3 separate regions of the Mus musculus genome follow, and regions 1 and 3 are each linked to region 2. The links are chromatin contacts, called in public Hi-C maps. All regions are on one chromosome and are shown on one strand. The core of a region is the stretch at or near the end of the contact, and the rest is flanking DNA. Distances in the headings are between cores, read along the strand shown.

The links. A called contact is a pair of places that touch in the nucleus more often than the background predicts.
Region 1: a Hi-C map of double positive thymocytes shows a contact between it and region 2, with 3 times the contacts expected there. The contact joins two enhancer-like sites. A contact is called at or near these places in 3 of 484 Hi-C or Micro-C datasets (cortical neurons and double positive thymocytes) and 1 of 115 datasets of contacts at active chromatin or transcription factors (thymocytes).
Region 3: a contact with region 2 is called in a Hi-C map of double positive thymocytes, with 5 times the contacts expected there. The contact joins two enhancer-like sites. A contact is called at or near these places in 1 of 15 datasets of contacts at CTCF or cohesin (thymocytes), 2 of 484 Hi-C or Micro-C datasets (CD4 T cells and double positive thymocytes) and 2 of 115 datasets of contacts at active chromatin or transcription factors (double positive thymocytes and thymocytes).

Annotation. Positions count from the first base shown.
Region 1 is chr17:51,955,121-51,957,820 of GRCm38.p6, reverse strand. All of the region lies in intron 2 of Gm20098 (predicted gene, 20098), which reads right to left. Among named protein-coding and RNA genes, the nearest start is that of Gm20098, 74 kb to the right of the region's middle. Within about 2 kb of position 1,295, at least 5 of the 459 cell types and tissues checked have an H3K27ac peak or open chromatin away from gene starts, as enhancers often do. A contact at or near this core is called in double positive thymocytes, where this site is marked.
Region 2 is chr17:52,310,867-52,313,566 of GRCm38.p6, reverse strand. Gm41600 (predicted gene, 41600) reads right to left here. Exons shown (of 3, transcript NR_169078.1): 2 at 1,635-1,705. Among named protein-coding and RNA genes, the nearest start is that of Gm41600, 7.7 kb to the right of the region's middle. Within about 2 kb of position 1,351, at least 10 of the 459 cell types and tissues checked have an H3K27ac peak or open chromatin away from gene starts, as enhancers often do. A contact at or near this core is called in double positive thymocytes, where this site is marked.
Region 3 is chr17:51,898,248-51,900,947 of GRCm38.p6, reverse strand. The region is part of intron 1 of Gm20098 (predicted gene, 20098); the gene reads right to left. Among named protein-coding and RNA genes, the nearest start is that of Gm20098, 17 kb to the right of the region's middle. Within about 2 kb of position 1,302, at least 26 of the 459 cell types and tissues checked have an H3K27ac peak or open chromatin away from gene starts, as enhancers often do. A contact at or near this core is called in double positive thymocytes, where this site is marked.

The DNA of each region.
Region 1 (2,700 bases), core at 46-2,545, 360 kb after region 2:
ATTCAGAAGTTCAGTCCATCATCATCAAGGAAGGAACATGGCAGCATCCAGGTAGGCATGGTGCAGGAAGAACTGAGAGTTCTACATATTATTCTGAAGGCTGTTAACAGAATACTGACTTCCAGGTATCAAGGATGAGAGTCTTAAAGCCCACACCCACAGTGACTTTTCTATATGGTTACGTCTTTTAGTGGTGTGTTTTCTATCCCCTCTTCTAACATTACAGAAGTACAATTGACAAATAAAAAAATATGTATGTTCAAGGTATTCAATGCCATGACTTGATAAGCAGATGCATTAGAAACGATTATAATAAACATCTATTATTAACCACACATTATTAGCATCTCCTTTCATAATATTCTTTCTTTTCACATGGCCATTTATTATTATAATACTAATAATAAAGTTCATGAATATGCAGGGAGAAAAATCTTAGTTTCTGACATCCTCTCAGGCTGTAGGATGATGGCTCAGAGAACATTTGAGCTTTGCTGATCTCACCTCCCAACGAGTCTTGCTCACTCTTTCTGCTCTTTTGACTCTCCAAACCTAAGTCAGGTGTTTCAGATGTGCGGACAGGGGGACAATCTGATTCACATTGTTCATACAGCAGAGTATGAACTACCCACAGTGTTTGGATGACTTGTGGAGAAGCTGAGAAGGAGCCCTGCAGTCCAGTGTCTCCCTTTCTCTGAGCACACTCTGCTGGAGCTGCAGCCACACCCAGCACCTCACAGCTTGCAGCAGAAGATTCTCAGTCTGTAGTACCGGTGTTCTAAATTTCCTAGGTTTAAGTGTCACATACAGTTTAAAGTTTTCATATTTGCAGTGGATGCTTCCCTATACTGACAAGTCCCCCTTTTCAGAACCAGTGTTGACGGGCTCTGCTTCACTGCTCACAGCTTCTAGATGTCTTTAAAATGTAGCCACATAGAGATTGGATCGGCTGGCAGAAGTGTTCATGGTACAGCCTGTACCTTCTTAGAGGCGCATATTTAATTAATTAAGAAAAAATAGCATTCCACAGGAAAAATGGGGGAGGAGGCTGTGCAAGATCAAACTTCCCGATGAACTCCTTAAGCCATTATGAATGACCCTAAACCACAAACAATGCAAAAGTTCTTGGGAAATTTTGCTTAACTGGCACTCCAATGCATATTAACTATGAAGCAAGACCCTGCCAAAAATATCAACCAGTCACCGTGAGTGAATGGGAGAATAGAACGCAGACACAAGAAGAAAAGCATGTTTCCGTGTCAGTCTTAAGCTTCTCTTCAGTGGCGAGAGCAGCTTGCTGCTTTTCACAGCCGTGACATGTACAGCGGGGGACGCACACCTGGAGCACATGGCGCAGCTGTCTGCAGCTGCACCTGCAACTCAGTCAGGTATGACTATGGCCGGGCATGCGTACTGAATTACAGAGCCTCCTAAAGCCAGAAAGAGCCAGTCGGGCAAAAGAGCCGATCCTGGTTCCATGCACGACCTGCTGGCTTGCTCAAAACCTCAAACCCCTCCTAAAGAAGACCCTGTGGGCCTGGGATCTAGACAACAGTATGCTCTAGAAATGCTCCATAATTCAACTTCACGATTTGATCTAAAACACCACATATTGAAACAACCTTTGGCAGCTTTTTCCAGCTCATGCTCCTCAGATGACCAGGAAAGGTACAAACAACAGTCAAGACCCCGGAGCATCTTTTGATTTATCAAGGAGCCTAAGAAAAACTGCATTCACCAGTTACAACACTCGGGGAGAGGGAGCTGTTGTTGCTTGCTGGCTGTTTGGTTGATTAGCTTGTTTGTTTATGTTGTATTGGCTCCATATTCAATCATAAAAATAGATTAATTTCTTTAACAAACAGAAAATAAGAAAATGAACTATTGTTTAAAAGTATTTTCGGATACTTTATTCCTCATTTGCAAGAGGTCATTTTTCCTTTTGGGGAAAAAAAAAATAAAGACGAAAATGACTTCTGGTAGATTCTGCGGCCTACACAGCAATTATTCTTCATCACCCCCATTTTGTATTAGGAAAAGACCCCTCCCCCAGTGTGAATCACCGTTCATTGGATCTGACACCTGCTTCTAAGATCAGCATCTGATCCAGGTCAGAGTGCTGGAAACATCACCACCCTCAACAGGAATGACTGGTTCCACTCTGTGAAGATGAGCCTTGTCAGCACAACAAAGACATCAAACCTCAGCCCAGAGATCTTTCTAGAATGATTAAGAAAGAAAGAAAGAAAGAAAGAAAGAAAGAAAGAAAGAAAGAAAGAAAGAAAGAAAGAAAGGAAGGAAGGAAGGAAGGAAGGAAAGAAGAAACCCGAGGCACCATAACTACATGAGCAAAAAATCTTTTCACAAGAGGGCATTGCAGAGGAACATGGGCACCAAGCAGTCATGCCTGTGAATGACGTCACTGGGTAAATTTACGTTTATTAAGTCTGTCTCTTCCTTCCTTCCTTCCTTGCTTGCTTGCTTCATTTTGCGGACTCCAATCTGAAGAGGGAGCCAACCAAGCTCATAAAATACAGATCACTGGGCTAGTGGGCTGAGGCATGACATCATCTAAAGATGTCTCACCGTTCTTTCTAGAGGGATGGCTCTGATGGCTAATCTTCATCATCAATTTTATTGGCGTATTGGTTACTTTTCTATTGCTGTGATAAAACACCATCACCAAGGCTATTTAAATTT
Region 2 (2,700 bases), core at 102-2,601:
TTGCTAGATCCATCCCATCTTCAATCCTCCCTTTCTCTCATTAGTCTTTCCAGATGAGCTATTCTGGGCTTGCTCATTTATCTTAACCATTGCTTTGCATCAGGGATGGGGCAAATATTGGGTTTTATTAATCATTGTATTATTTTTTCCTGCATTATATAAGGAAATAAAAAAATAAATAAAGGAATGAAATGAAGAGAGAGTTGAGTTAAATCTTGCTGAATACAAATTCTAATAGAATTGTCAATACCCTCTCCAGTCATCACCAAATGCACTGCCTTGTCGTTTTCCTTCCTTAGGACCTCATAAGATGATATGAAGAAGGTTGGCTGTTTTCCTAATGTTGCCATGACAGGATTCCCGTGAAACCCTGAGAATGCATACATATAAAAGGCTACTAAATTATACATATTTTTATTTTGTATAATGAAATAAAATAAATGTAAGGAAGTTCTGGAATTTAGAGCTAAAAAGGCCTTCAAACAGCATCATTGTGTCTATTCACTTTGGCTTAACGAGATGGAAATACAGGGAGGTAAACTGCAGTGACCAAATGTATAACAGCTTTAAAGATGGGTCTATAGAATATTGAATTTCTCATTTAGAATAGATTTTTGCATTTAAACCAAGTTAATATCTCGACATTCTTTCTTTAGTACTCAAGGCCAACACAAGGTTGGAAGGGCTTAATAAGAAAAAGAAAAGAAAGTCATATGCATAATATTGAATAAATACATACATAGAACAAGAATATAGTCTACAATATTTTAAAAAGCTGAAAAGTAGAGAAAATATTCAAAATACTATATAGCAACAATATTTGTTTGCATTAATATTCCTCAGACCTGTCTATTATTTTGAGATTATTGAGTTAGTGATAGCAAAAGAATCTTCTCTAATAATATGCTAAATTTTTAAAAATTAATATATATTTTACTTAATAGTTAAATGAGGAATTTTCCCCAGATTAAAGACATCACCATTGGCTATTTTTGACAGGTATTTACGTGTAGACGCAGAGCCATGACCACTTAAGCTACCTCAGACATCACCAGGCTCATAATGAGAAATGAGAGTGTGAGCACTAAGTCAACAGACTTGAAGGAAGCCAATGCTTCCTGGGTACCAGTCACTGAGGGTAGTGGGAATATAAAGAATAAACATGGGTTTTCCTTACACTTTGGGGGGAAAAAGTAAATGGAAAATAAGAATCCAGTGTCATGCTGATAACGGGGGGTTGAATAAAGGACCTCTGCATCTTTTTCAGGGGGCTGTTGTGGGGAGACATTTGCAGAGGAAGTGACTTCAAGGTGCATGCTGAAGGATGAATCAAATGAGGAAATCATCAGAACAATGTGTACAAGATGAAGAGACAGCAAAGAAGGTGCCACAGCTTTGTTAGACCTAAAATGAAGATGGAAGATAGCATCTTTTGAGATTTGACAGACAAGGACCCATACATGCAAAAACATGTATTTTCTGCTGCAGTTGAGCAATGTTTATATCAAGAGGCCCTTTGTCTTAACCAGTTTGCTCTGCTAGAATAGGATCTGATATCTAGGGTCGGTAAAAACAGAACATTCATTTCTTATAGATCCAGACGCTCAAAGTTCAAAGTCAAAGTTCTGACAGACCTAGTATCGGCTGCGGATCCTCCTTCTCCCACTGTGTAGACAGATATCTTTTTATTTCAGATATTTGGTACCTAAAGGAGAGAGGAGAGAGGAAAGAGAGACAAAGAGAAAAATGAAGAGATGTGATGAAGCTATGCTGTACACTTTAAAAGACACAAATTGAATTTTGAGGAATTCACTTTTGTGATTAATTTACTTCCTATGGGCTTTATCTCCAAAACCTTCATAGTGATGGTTAGAATTTCAAAAAAGGACTGTAGGTTATCATATACATTCACTCCTCAGACACTAAAGAACACGTCCTTCATGTGAGGAGCAATATGACCTTGGTTCTGTGGATAGGGTTGACTTCAGGGAGGAAGAAGCAGGCACTGTAAGCTATGAAACACCAGGTCAAACACCTGAGTCTGGGTGAGGCTCTGATTGAGATGATGGGAAGCAGAGTTCTCGATTGTATAAACAAGGATGGGTACCAATTCCTAAGCTGAGAGCAGTATAGACATCCCATCAGTATTCGCCCATGTAATTTGTTTTCATATAAATATATGTGCATGCTTTAATATATCTTAAAGAAAAAAGGCAAGGAAGAAAATCCTTGAACCTAGAGGTGGATCAGAGATTAAGAGCACTTGCTACGCACACACGCATGCCCGCACCTCTATACACAGATACACACATATATGAGGTGTTTTAAATTATTTTTCTTTAAAATATTATTGGTGATATCTAAGTACTCAAATACTTCCTTAGTAGCTATATTCTCCATTTTTTAAATGTAATCTTTCAAAATAGATCCCATTTTCTGTTGTGTATAATATAGCCCCATCACTGCTATGTCGGCATTAATTTTCATTTGTAAATACCTTTATAATTTCAGAGCATGCTTACTTCTCAGATTTCAAAATCTTTATGGCTCCCCACCTTTATTCTCACACTTTCTGATCTTCTCCAAAATGACTCTGAAAGAGGGCAGTTGTAACATCTTCCTGTTACAACCAGCTCTGTTCTTTTTGTCTGACCCTGCTTCCACAGGTAAACAGCTCTTTAATATCCAACACAGTAGTCA
Region 3 (2,700 bases), core at 53-2,552, 410 kb after region 2:
TATGTATTTTGTTTTACATCTCCGTTCAGATCTACTTTCTACCTATCCATTTCTAATTGGGATTCTGCCAGGTACTTTAAAGCATCCGAGTCCTTTCCTACCCATTCTTTAAGATGCTTACTTGAGCATCTTACACATCCCTCACAGGCTTTTATTTGTGCATAATTCTTTGGCACTGCAGGCAGCATGCTCTGAAACAGTTGTTGGGCTTTCTGTGGCCCCCCAAACCATCCTGAGAAGTAAGAAGAATACAGGCAACGTGGGAGCATCTTGAAGTATGTGGTGCCTGGAGGGGTAACGTGTGCTGCTCATTTAATGAATTATCACCTTGGAAGAATAGATTGTAGCGAAGGTGTTCCTGGTGGCATGGAACACAAAAATAGGACGCGGATTCCGTCTGTTTCAGCACTATTTGGCACAGTCAGCACTCTCTAGTTAGACTGGTTTAAAATTGATAACCCAGAAGATGTTTTTAGCCAGTGTTTACAGTATGTAAAGATGCTGTTTAGATTACATGACAGCAGAAACCACAGTACTTCAGGAACTTCCAAATAGAATGTGATTGGTGTGTTTGGTCTTGGAAAACCAAAATGCCTCTCTGGTTCTCTGGTATCTCTTGCTAGAATTCCCAGGGATTTCAAATCCAATGTTGAATTTTCTAAAATCTGTGCTTCAGTAATAAATCCATATGTTTAAGATCTAAATATAAAAAAAAAAAGTAGAAATCACACTTGAATGTCTGGTTTTAACAATGTAGCTATCAGTTAGTTACAATTATAGGATGCCCAGAAGTGCACAGCCACAAAACTAATTTACTCATATTCAAGATATTGTTATTATTGTTATCACAATGCTACAACTTAGGCGTGATTGTCTTTAATTTACAAGTAAAAGAACAAAAAGCTACCAGCTGAAAACATGTCACCTCTCCTCTCAAATCTACATTTTGACCCTTCCATTACACTCCTGTCTATCTGTCCTGTATTAAAGGATGTTCTGAAAAGGCATGGCAGCCTCTACACATGTCACATGGGCATGAAGAGTCAACTTGCTACTCTCTTGCTGCTCCCACCTACAAGAAGCAATGCCTTACTACGGAATGAATGGCTCGGCCACCTGTGTGAGCCATTTATGTAGGTATCTGTGCTGTGGAAACCAGCTACAGTCATATTTCAAAACCAGGGCTTTACTGTTTCAAGAACTCAAGACTCAGGCTATTTTCACAGAAGCTGTTCTTGCCTACTTCTGAGCAGAAAAAGGAAGAGGTTTGAAAAGGAAAAAAAAAAAAAACCAAGCAAACAAAAAAGAAACAGAACAGCTACTTCAAGGCAGACAAAGCCTGCTAGATGGCTGTAGCAGAGACACTTGCTTCTGGAAGGCTCTCCAAAAGAGTTCCTCTGTCAGCTCCTCGACACATCTCTGCACGTTGAGTTCTCTCAAGGAAAGGATCTCATTTCTGTGACACCACAAGTTAAAGTCATCAGTTTCATTGTCTGGGGCCATTGTCCTAAAGTGAGTTATTCACTGTGAGTCAAGTATTAAGACTCCTAAAGCAGAAAACTTAAACAGTGTGCTTGAGAAACACCAAGCCAATTTGTGAAAGTGACATTTCCTAGCTTAAGGGTTGTTCTTGCCTGATCTATTTCCATTAGAGTATCAATTTTTAAGTCTTCTCTGATATAGAAGTAACCTATTATCCTTCAGATGAGGGATTACTAACAAGTTTATGATTTGGGCCGCAATTATGGGTTATCAATAATTGCTTTGTTTGAGCAAACAGATTTCAGCAATTTCTCACCAGTAAAATATTGCTCTCCTGACCTCTACCCTTCAAACTGAAAAAACAGGAGCTAAGTCTGTTGTTAGCAGGTGTGGTCGCCTCAGAGATCCTAATCACAACGGAGTTGTGAATTTTCAAGAATTTCCTTTCTCCTCGGGCCTGAGCTGATGCAATACCCTTCTCCTGAGGAATTCAAATGATTTAGCCCCTCTTCTGTCATTAGCACTCCCTGCTCTGTGGGTTGGGAGGAGATTCAATATGATGCCTGCGATCACATACCTTCAGGAGGGAGCAGATGGTCTGTGTTAGGGTGAGGGGTGAGGAAGCTGACTTGGTGGCCATCCAAGCCAGTAGCAAAGCTAGGCCTGAGTGGGAGCATAGACCAGAGTTACACATCCAAACTCTCGCCGTTCCTTTTCTGCTTTTAAAATTGTTTTAGAAACAATGGGAGAGTAGCCTTGGGACTCCCTTTACACTTTGATCCTTCCCTGCCCTACAGAAATCTAATTATTCTTGCATGTAACGTTGACTTGTTTTGAGTTCTGTTTTCACTGATCTATCATATTTAGTTTTTAGTTTATTCTCTTTTGTCCTAGAGGGGAAATTTTACGGATTTCAGCTTCTCCTAAGAGCAATTCAGGAGGATATCCACAATAGGTTTTGTAAGTCTGATCAGTCTCTGCATAAAAGCTGCAGCTGGAAAAATCACCGGTTTCAAGTGAATTATTTCCTATTTAATGAGTCCATGTCTTTGGACTCATTAGCTCTTAACACAGTGCAGTAAAGTCCTTTAAAGACTTCTGACCAAAAAAAAAAAAAAAAAAAATCTAAAGTATGGTGTGTGTATGCAAAAGTGTGTGTGTGGTCACATGTATGTTTGAGCACATTCACAAGCCAACACATCCCTTAGGTTTGGTGCA